Linked DNA regions of Zea mays: region 1 is linked to region 2. Evidence: chromatin contacts called from public Hi-C data. All regions are on one chromosome and are shown on one strand. The core of a region is the stretch at or near the end of the contact, and the rest is flanking DNA. Distances in the headings are between cores, read along the strand shown. Region 1 has its middle 6.8 kb from the start of LOC103651132. Region 2 holds the start of LOC100282350 (early nodulin 20).

Region 1 (3,597 bases), core at 590-3,089, 110 kb before region 2:
CTAGCTTAATTAGTTGTTCTATAAAGCACCGGGGGCGCTTATACGTGGGCATGCCTGGTTGCCAATCTTCCTGGAACCGCGAGCGTTTGGATCAGGTCTTTACACACGAACTCGTACAAATTCCAGCGATTGGATCGTAAAGACATCGATTCAAAAGGCCGAAACGTTAGTTCGTCCACCCCCAGTCGTGAGGGGGATCGGAGCTGGTGGCGATCGGCGGATCAAGGGGAGCAGACGACAAAGGCAAAGGCCGAAAGGCGTTGCGTTTAAAGCCGGAACAGGCGAGCGCGAGCCTACCGCTACAGCACACCCCCAGGCAACAAACAGGCAGGCATCCATGTGGACGGCACGGTACAAAGACGACAGGGCGGCCCCCGGCGCGGTGGCGCACCTTTGGCGGTAATGATCTCCGCGGCTCCGGGCGTGCGCGGCTTGCTGGAATGGGGCTGGGGGCTGCCGGACTGACTGGCACGGGGGTTTGTGTCATTGTGTGTTGTGTTGTGTGCGGGAGAGGGGGACCTGGAGCGGCCGGGGAGTGCTGCCAAACCGGCCAATCGCTCTGTACCGAACGTGCTGCTCCTGTAGCGTGCGTGCGTGCGTGCAACTGCCAATCATTGCTTGCCCCTCATCCAGACTGACTACCAGTTGTCAGACCATTTTGACCTGGTCAATCGGCCGTGCGGTCTCGTCAGTGCAGCGTCGTCCAACTGGTCAACAGCCGCATAGTATGCCGATCAGTCAGACCCATACGGGCTTGCAGCATGACACCGATCGAGCACTGGAGCACTGCAACGCCCCGCCCCAACCTGCTGTGCGTCGTCGCTCGCTCCCATCCGATGCTAGCTATGCCGCTACAGAAATCCTTGGGTTCCTGATAAGATCCCTCAGAATAAGCGACAGTGGTTGGGCTGGCCGGTTGGGTGGGAGTTTAAAGAAGCGTGGAGCACGGGACATGTTGCCCCGCCCGCGGCCCGCCCCATGCCACCGGTTAATGCAGGGCAGGGGAGGGGACGGTGGCGCGCTGACGGGGGGCCAGCCTGGTGCTGGCTGGTGCGGCATCCCCCCCTCGACGTCGACGTGGCTCGCTCCGCGGCCTCGGCCGGCCGGCCCATCCCTCCGTCGCCGCATCCCACGCGTCGTCGTCAGCCGAAAGGAAAAGGCGTCGCACGCGCGCGCGCTCCCGCCTCCAACTCCCGGCCGCGGCAGGGCATGGGTAGGATAGGAATGCCGGCCCCCCCGTGCTCTGCTGTCCTATGCGCCATCGATGGCCCGTCGGGCTGCATGGCTACCAAAGGCATATGTTACAGTTGCAGATGAGGCACTGAGGCGAGTAAACAAGAGGGGAGGGAGGGAGGCAGGGAATCAGAGCGCCATTCAATCCCTTGTCTCGTAACGTTTGGTGCCATGCCACACTCCGATCCGGCCCCGCGTTTGATTCCCACGCCCAGCAAGTACGCGCCAAAAAAGGGGGTTTCCCCCAGTGAATGGACGACGGAGCGATCTAGTTGGACTGATAAATGGCGGGGAAATCTGGTTGCGTCGCGTCCATTAACTCCGCCCCAGCTAACGATCGATGGCTGACGGACGATTCGTGCCGTCGAATCACCAGGCGGGGGACATGCCATGCCACGCGCTGTGCGCGGACCACGACGTGGCTCGGGGCTTCTTTTGGTGTCTCGCCTCCCTCCGCGCACGGTGGAGGGCGCCGGGCGGAATCATTGGTGCGCTGCATCTTGCCGTGAACCGCGCCCGTGGGACAGCGACGAGGCAGGGGACATTCCCAGCTACCGGCGGGCCCGCCCTGGCCTCCATCTGGTCGCTATCCTACCGCACGCCCGCAGGTGCGATGCCGGCGCTGTGTCTCACGACCAAGGCAACTGTGCGCGATTCAACCCTCCGCACGCGCTCCATCCCAACTGTCCAGATACGAGATCCGACACGACACTGTTTCCTTTCCTTTCCCCGGGCGCTCAAATAATAGGCCGCGCCGGTTTGTTTGGCAACTTGCAAGAAACCTCTAGGCTAGCCCTTCCTCCACACCAAATAATAGGTGCAGCGTTCCTTTTTTTTTTCATCTATGGGAGCCCAGCTGGGACTTATATTATCAAGCCCAGTCGTTATTAGCTACAAGCCCTCTATATGTGTTCTATCTTTAGGCCCAGGTTTCGATGTTTTTCTGCTGGGCCTAGGGGCGTCGGACACCTCTTATATGTACTAGCAAGCGATAAGACGTACATACAAAGACCATGTTGATTCTTCTCCCACGTCCCAAAACAGCTGACGTTCTTATCTTTAAGAGTCAATCATTTTTTTTAATTTGAACTAAATATATAAAAAAGATATTAATATTTATAGTACATAGTTTGTACTCCCTCCGTTTCTTTTTATTTGTCGCTGGATAGTGCAATTTTACACTATCCAGCGACAAATAAAAAGAAACGGAGGGAGTATCATTTTGTAATATCGTCATAGTAGGACCTATGGTCCCGAGCGTACCCAAAAGAGAAAAAACATGTTACAGATAGAGAGGGGACATGTATAACTGTTGGCTGATGGGCTCTAGCGTTTTCTAGATTGCTGATTTATCATTAAGATTGTAATTTTCAAACATATCTTTTCTTACCCAAATTTCTCTGTTACCAAAATTGCTAGTGAAATTTGCTAATTTGCTAAAAATATTTAGCTAGCTATTATCTAATTTGCTAAAAATGTCTAATTGTTGAACTTTTATCTAGACTGTTTGGATGTATACGACTAATTTTAGTAGCCAACTATTAGCTTTAGTGCATTTAAACATACCCATTGCCACGTGACATTTCTTTCAGCTGTTGAACTTTATCAAACTCTTAGTTGACGCGCATGATGAATGTCTTTAGAGCGGTCTGTACAACTCCGCATCAAGAAAAGGGCGACGTCTTAACAATCTCAAACTGGTTTAGCTTAACCAACCCAATCGATCTAGCTAGCTGGAGATTGTGTGTATGTGTGTGTGACAGAGAGTAAGCAACATGTAATTTTATATTGCTGAGGGTAAGCAACACGTAATTTTATATTGCCGGAGTTATATTGATGTAGCTAGCTGTGGTTAGTGTGGTTATAATATCACATTTATATTGCTGTAATTTTCCCATCAGGAAGATATGCATTTGAGTTAATTTTGGTTTTTTTAGGAAGATGTGGACGCTTAATCATACAATCCTTTCTATAAGACTCATGATTCTTTATACTCCAGCATCGCCGTATTCTTTTCTATTCTTTATCTTTGAGCTGAACTTGTATACCACACAACAGTAGATCATGTGATTACTTAACTTCTTCTTTTTATGGGTTGTTGAGAATTCCCTTTCACAGTTTTAAGGTCTCTAAAGATTGTGAGCTTTCACTGGTCCTCAGGTAATATACACACTTCCTGGATATGGTGTTTAGAATTGCACTTCTAAGTAACGAGGATGTTTTTTTTTATACTTGATTCACCTCTGATACCGTATTAAATTGTCTAGGCATTCAGCATCAGATATACCTAAGAGTTTCAGCACTAGAGTTGCTAGAAATTTCACTGCCCTCTAGTTCACTTAACCAATTTGAGTTTGTAGCTAA
Region 2 (3,538 bases), core at 586-3,085:
CTACCACGCTAATGGCATATACCCTCGGCAACCGTTGTTCAGAAGACCGTTTCGCTCCCATAGACTCCAAAGTAGAGAATGTTCACTGCATGCTAGGAGGGGGCACGAAAGGACGCGGAGAAGGCATTTGGGGCGCTTAATGCTCGATTTCATATTCTCACAACTCAATGGCGTTCTATCTTCCTACATGTATTCAGCGTGATCAAGCGCATATATCATTCTGCACAACATAATCGTTAAGGATGAGCGTGGAGGATTATACGATACGAACGACTACAAGACAATAAAATCCTATGTTACAGCACCAAATGACACCCCAAGCACCATCGAGCTTTGCAGCCACCATTCAACAAAGGACCATACTCCATACAAGCCCGGTGCGTGATTGGCTCTAAAATAATTTAATGGGACATATTTGGGATATGCACCATGACAATTAGATTTTATTATTCTGATTCATGTAATTTTATTTTTTAATAAAATATTTAATGCATTATGCATTTTTTATTTTAATGGGACATGTGTATTGTGTAATTCGACGGTAATAAAGTTGGGGTAGACAAAGGACCAATTCATACATTCTAGGAGCACTGAATCCAGCCTATAGCTAATAGCCCGTTGTATAGTTGGCTCAATTGAAAACGAGCGAACACTTGTTAAAATAGAATTGGGAGTATGCTACAACTTCATTACCTCATAACGCACGAAAGATACAAACCCAGAATCTCAACAAATACCACATTCTAGTAAACATGTATATAAATTATAAGCAAAACGTACGTGCACACGATATTCATATAATATGACCTGGCGTCTAAAATCTTCGGATCTGAAACCTCCCCGGCTCAGAGGAGCATGAACCAGACGAGAGCGGCTAAGGCCGCAGTAGCCTCGCCACACGTTGCTCGCCGCCATGCAAGCCCTCCCGACGTTGGCGGCGGCGGCGGCGGAGCTGTCATAGGAGCAAACGCCGCGAACGGAAAGTCTGCTTCGACGGCCTGCACTGTGGGGGTGGGGGCCCGTGCGGGCGCATGCACGGTTTCAGGCGGGCAGTACCTCTTCTTGTGCTTCTTCTTGTGCCCTGCACGTCTCGGTGGCGCGGCCGCGGGTGCCGGCGCGGGCGACCATGGTGTCGGCGCTGGAGCCCACGGCATAGGCGTCGGTGATGGTGCCGTTGCATGCCGCTTCTGTTTCGCGTGTGCTGGCGGCGGCGGCGGCGAACTGGGTGTGGTGGGTGCGGGTCGGTCGGCGACTTGCACCTGCATCTTCATGCCGCCCAGGCAGTGTCCCGGCGCGCCGCAGATGAAGTAGCGCGTCCCCGGCATGGTGAGCGCGACGGTGGTGCTGCCGCTGTTGTCGTACAAGATCGGGTCGGTCGTGGTGCACGCCTCGAAGGCGCTCTTGGTCACCTCCATGACGCTGTGGTATGAGTTGTACTTGAAGGCTGCATGCATCGCACGTCGTACGTGTTGCATGTGCATATAGGAATAGTCAACGCGATGAGAATTCCCCGAGATGCAACGCAACGCACAATGACATTGACAGCCGACAAAGTCTATGCATACGAGCTGATGGCAACAAAATACGAGCTGAAACCTGGTGATGACACTTACTTAGGGTATCTCCCGGAGCAAAAGTCTCGGCTGCGGCCCAAGACTGGTAGTCGGTCCTCCCGTCCCAGCCGCCGGCCGGGTTGCCGACGACGTAATCGACGGCCATCACGACATTGATCAGTGACAATGCCGCCCAGCAGGCGACGCACGCCACTGCCTTCATCTTTCCCATCTTCGCCGCAGAGGTTGACGCTGCGTCTGGAGTCGTCTGAGGTTGCCAACAAGGTGCAGTCTCTGGTCGTCCATATATATACGCCAAGGCGGTACCGTACCGCTGCGTCGGTAAACCCCAACATGCTGCAACGGTTACAGACTCTGGCACGGAATTTCACTGTGACGTATCATGGTACATGGAAACGTCCAAGGAGTTGGTAGGTGTCTCGGAACAGTTTGGCAGAGTAGATCAGTGCTGTATATTCGCCCGTTTCCTTCCCTGCAAATGGTAAGTTTCTGTTCGGCATGTACTTTATTAGCTTCTGATCCACAGGCCATGTGCACGTAAGTCCAGACGAACGGTACGTTCCCTGTGCACGCAGAGGTCGTTTGCATAGTTCACCGCCGCTCGCTGACAAGCCGCAAGGAAACGCTGCGCCAGGCTACCTCGCACGGCGCCGGCGGGCGACCCCCGGCCTCATGCACAGATCAGGCCATCGCGTACGCGCCGGGCGGTGCAAAACAATGGGAAGGTCCGCAGACAGAGCCGTTTCGCGCGCGCATGCACCGACCGAGCGTCCCCACCGCCCTGTCGCACACGGCGGTTTGTGCTTGTCCGTGCCTTCCAATACTCCGGCGAACGCGCGCGCGCACCAGCCACCAGCAGAGCAAGGGACCGAGATGAAACATTCCATTCGCACAGGAACGTGGAATCTGGCCGGAGCAGGACGCGGCCGGGTGAACAGTCCAAGAGCGTAGGGACTGGCGAGAGCACTCGGCCGCCGGTCCTGCCGTGCATGTGCGTGCGTGCGATTGCGAGCGCAGCAGCGGCTGATCGCAAGTGCGCCAAAAAGCGCCCGGGAGCATAGCAAAATTGAGCTCGCTTTTGGCAAAAGCGGAGGGTGGCAGTATGGCACCCTCCGCACGCGCGCCTTGCCGGCATGCACGGCGGATCGGGAGGGGGACGAGACGAACGGCCACGGCAGTCGGCACGTTGGAGTTCATGACCTGCCTGTTCGGCTGCTGGCTACGATCGATGGTCATATCTTATTTTCACAGCATCCATACAAAGCCACGGCTCGTATTCACTATCGGCGGCAGTAATTTTGCACTTATCTGTTTCTTGTTCTTCATCAGCAGGTCAGCTTGAAGCCCATGTAATGCCCACCGGTGTACTGCGACTCTGCGACGAGTAGGGGTGGTAGTGGGAGTCTAAATTTTACACTATACTACAATTTAAGGATTGTATCGAGTTAGAATCTGGCTTTATTTCTATTTATTTTTCAACTAAAATTAATTTAAGGATTTAAAAAACTGTGAAGAAATATTTAGATCATGATTCATTACCACCCCTAGCGACCATATACGACGGCGAGCACGATGAGTGAGGCCCTACCCGACTTCCAGATGACGCTCTCTACCACGACGAGCATGATATGCAAGTTGCATAAACTACCGCCTCTACGACGCCTTTGACTACCAGGGTTATAGACAGGGCCAGTGACATCGAGGACATCGAGTATGAGAAAAGAATCACAAACATTATTGTAATTGTAGATGCGGTCTGCCAAAATTCAGAAGTGAGGAGTCGCAAGTCCTGATCACCACAAGATCAAAATCGATATATGTTTTTAGTTCCTTCTTCTTTTAACAAACGATATGAAGACTGTGTAAGCACATAACGAGTGGTCTAACTAGACTAAGCACTTTGCGAAGCACCTAAACTAATCATCATGTATATCACTAAGCATTATACAAGTTTTCAGGTCTCA

The links. A called contact is a pair of places that touch in the nucleus more often than the background predicts.
Region 1: a contact with region 2 is called in a Hi-C map of tassel, with 4 times the contacts expected there. The contact joins the enhancer-like site here to the promoter of LOC100282350 in region 2. A contact is called at or near these places in 2 of 25 Hi-C or Micro-C datasets (leaf and tassel).

Annotation. Positions count from the first base shown.
Region 1 is chr3:195,158,188-195,161,784 of Zm-B73-REFERENCE-NAM-5.0, reverse strand. No RefSeq gene overlaps it. Among protein-coding and RNA genes, the nearest start is that of LOC103651132, 6.8 kb to the left of the region's middle. Within about 2 kb of position 1,839, at least 19 of the 20 cell types and tissues checked have an H3K27ac peak or open chromatin away from gene starts, as enhancers often do. A contact at or near this core is called in leaf and tassel, where this site is marked.
Region 2 is chr3:195,046,254-195,049,791 of Zm-B73-REFERENCE-NAM-5.0, reverse strand. It overlaps LOC100282350 (early nodulin 20), which reads right to left and starts at 1,835. Exons shown (of 2, transcript NM_001367063.1): 1 at 1,614-1,835; 2 at 667-1,444. The coding sequence starts at 1,785. The coding sequence ends at 846.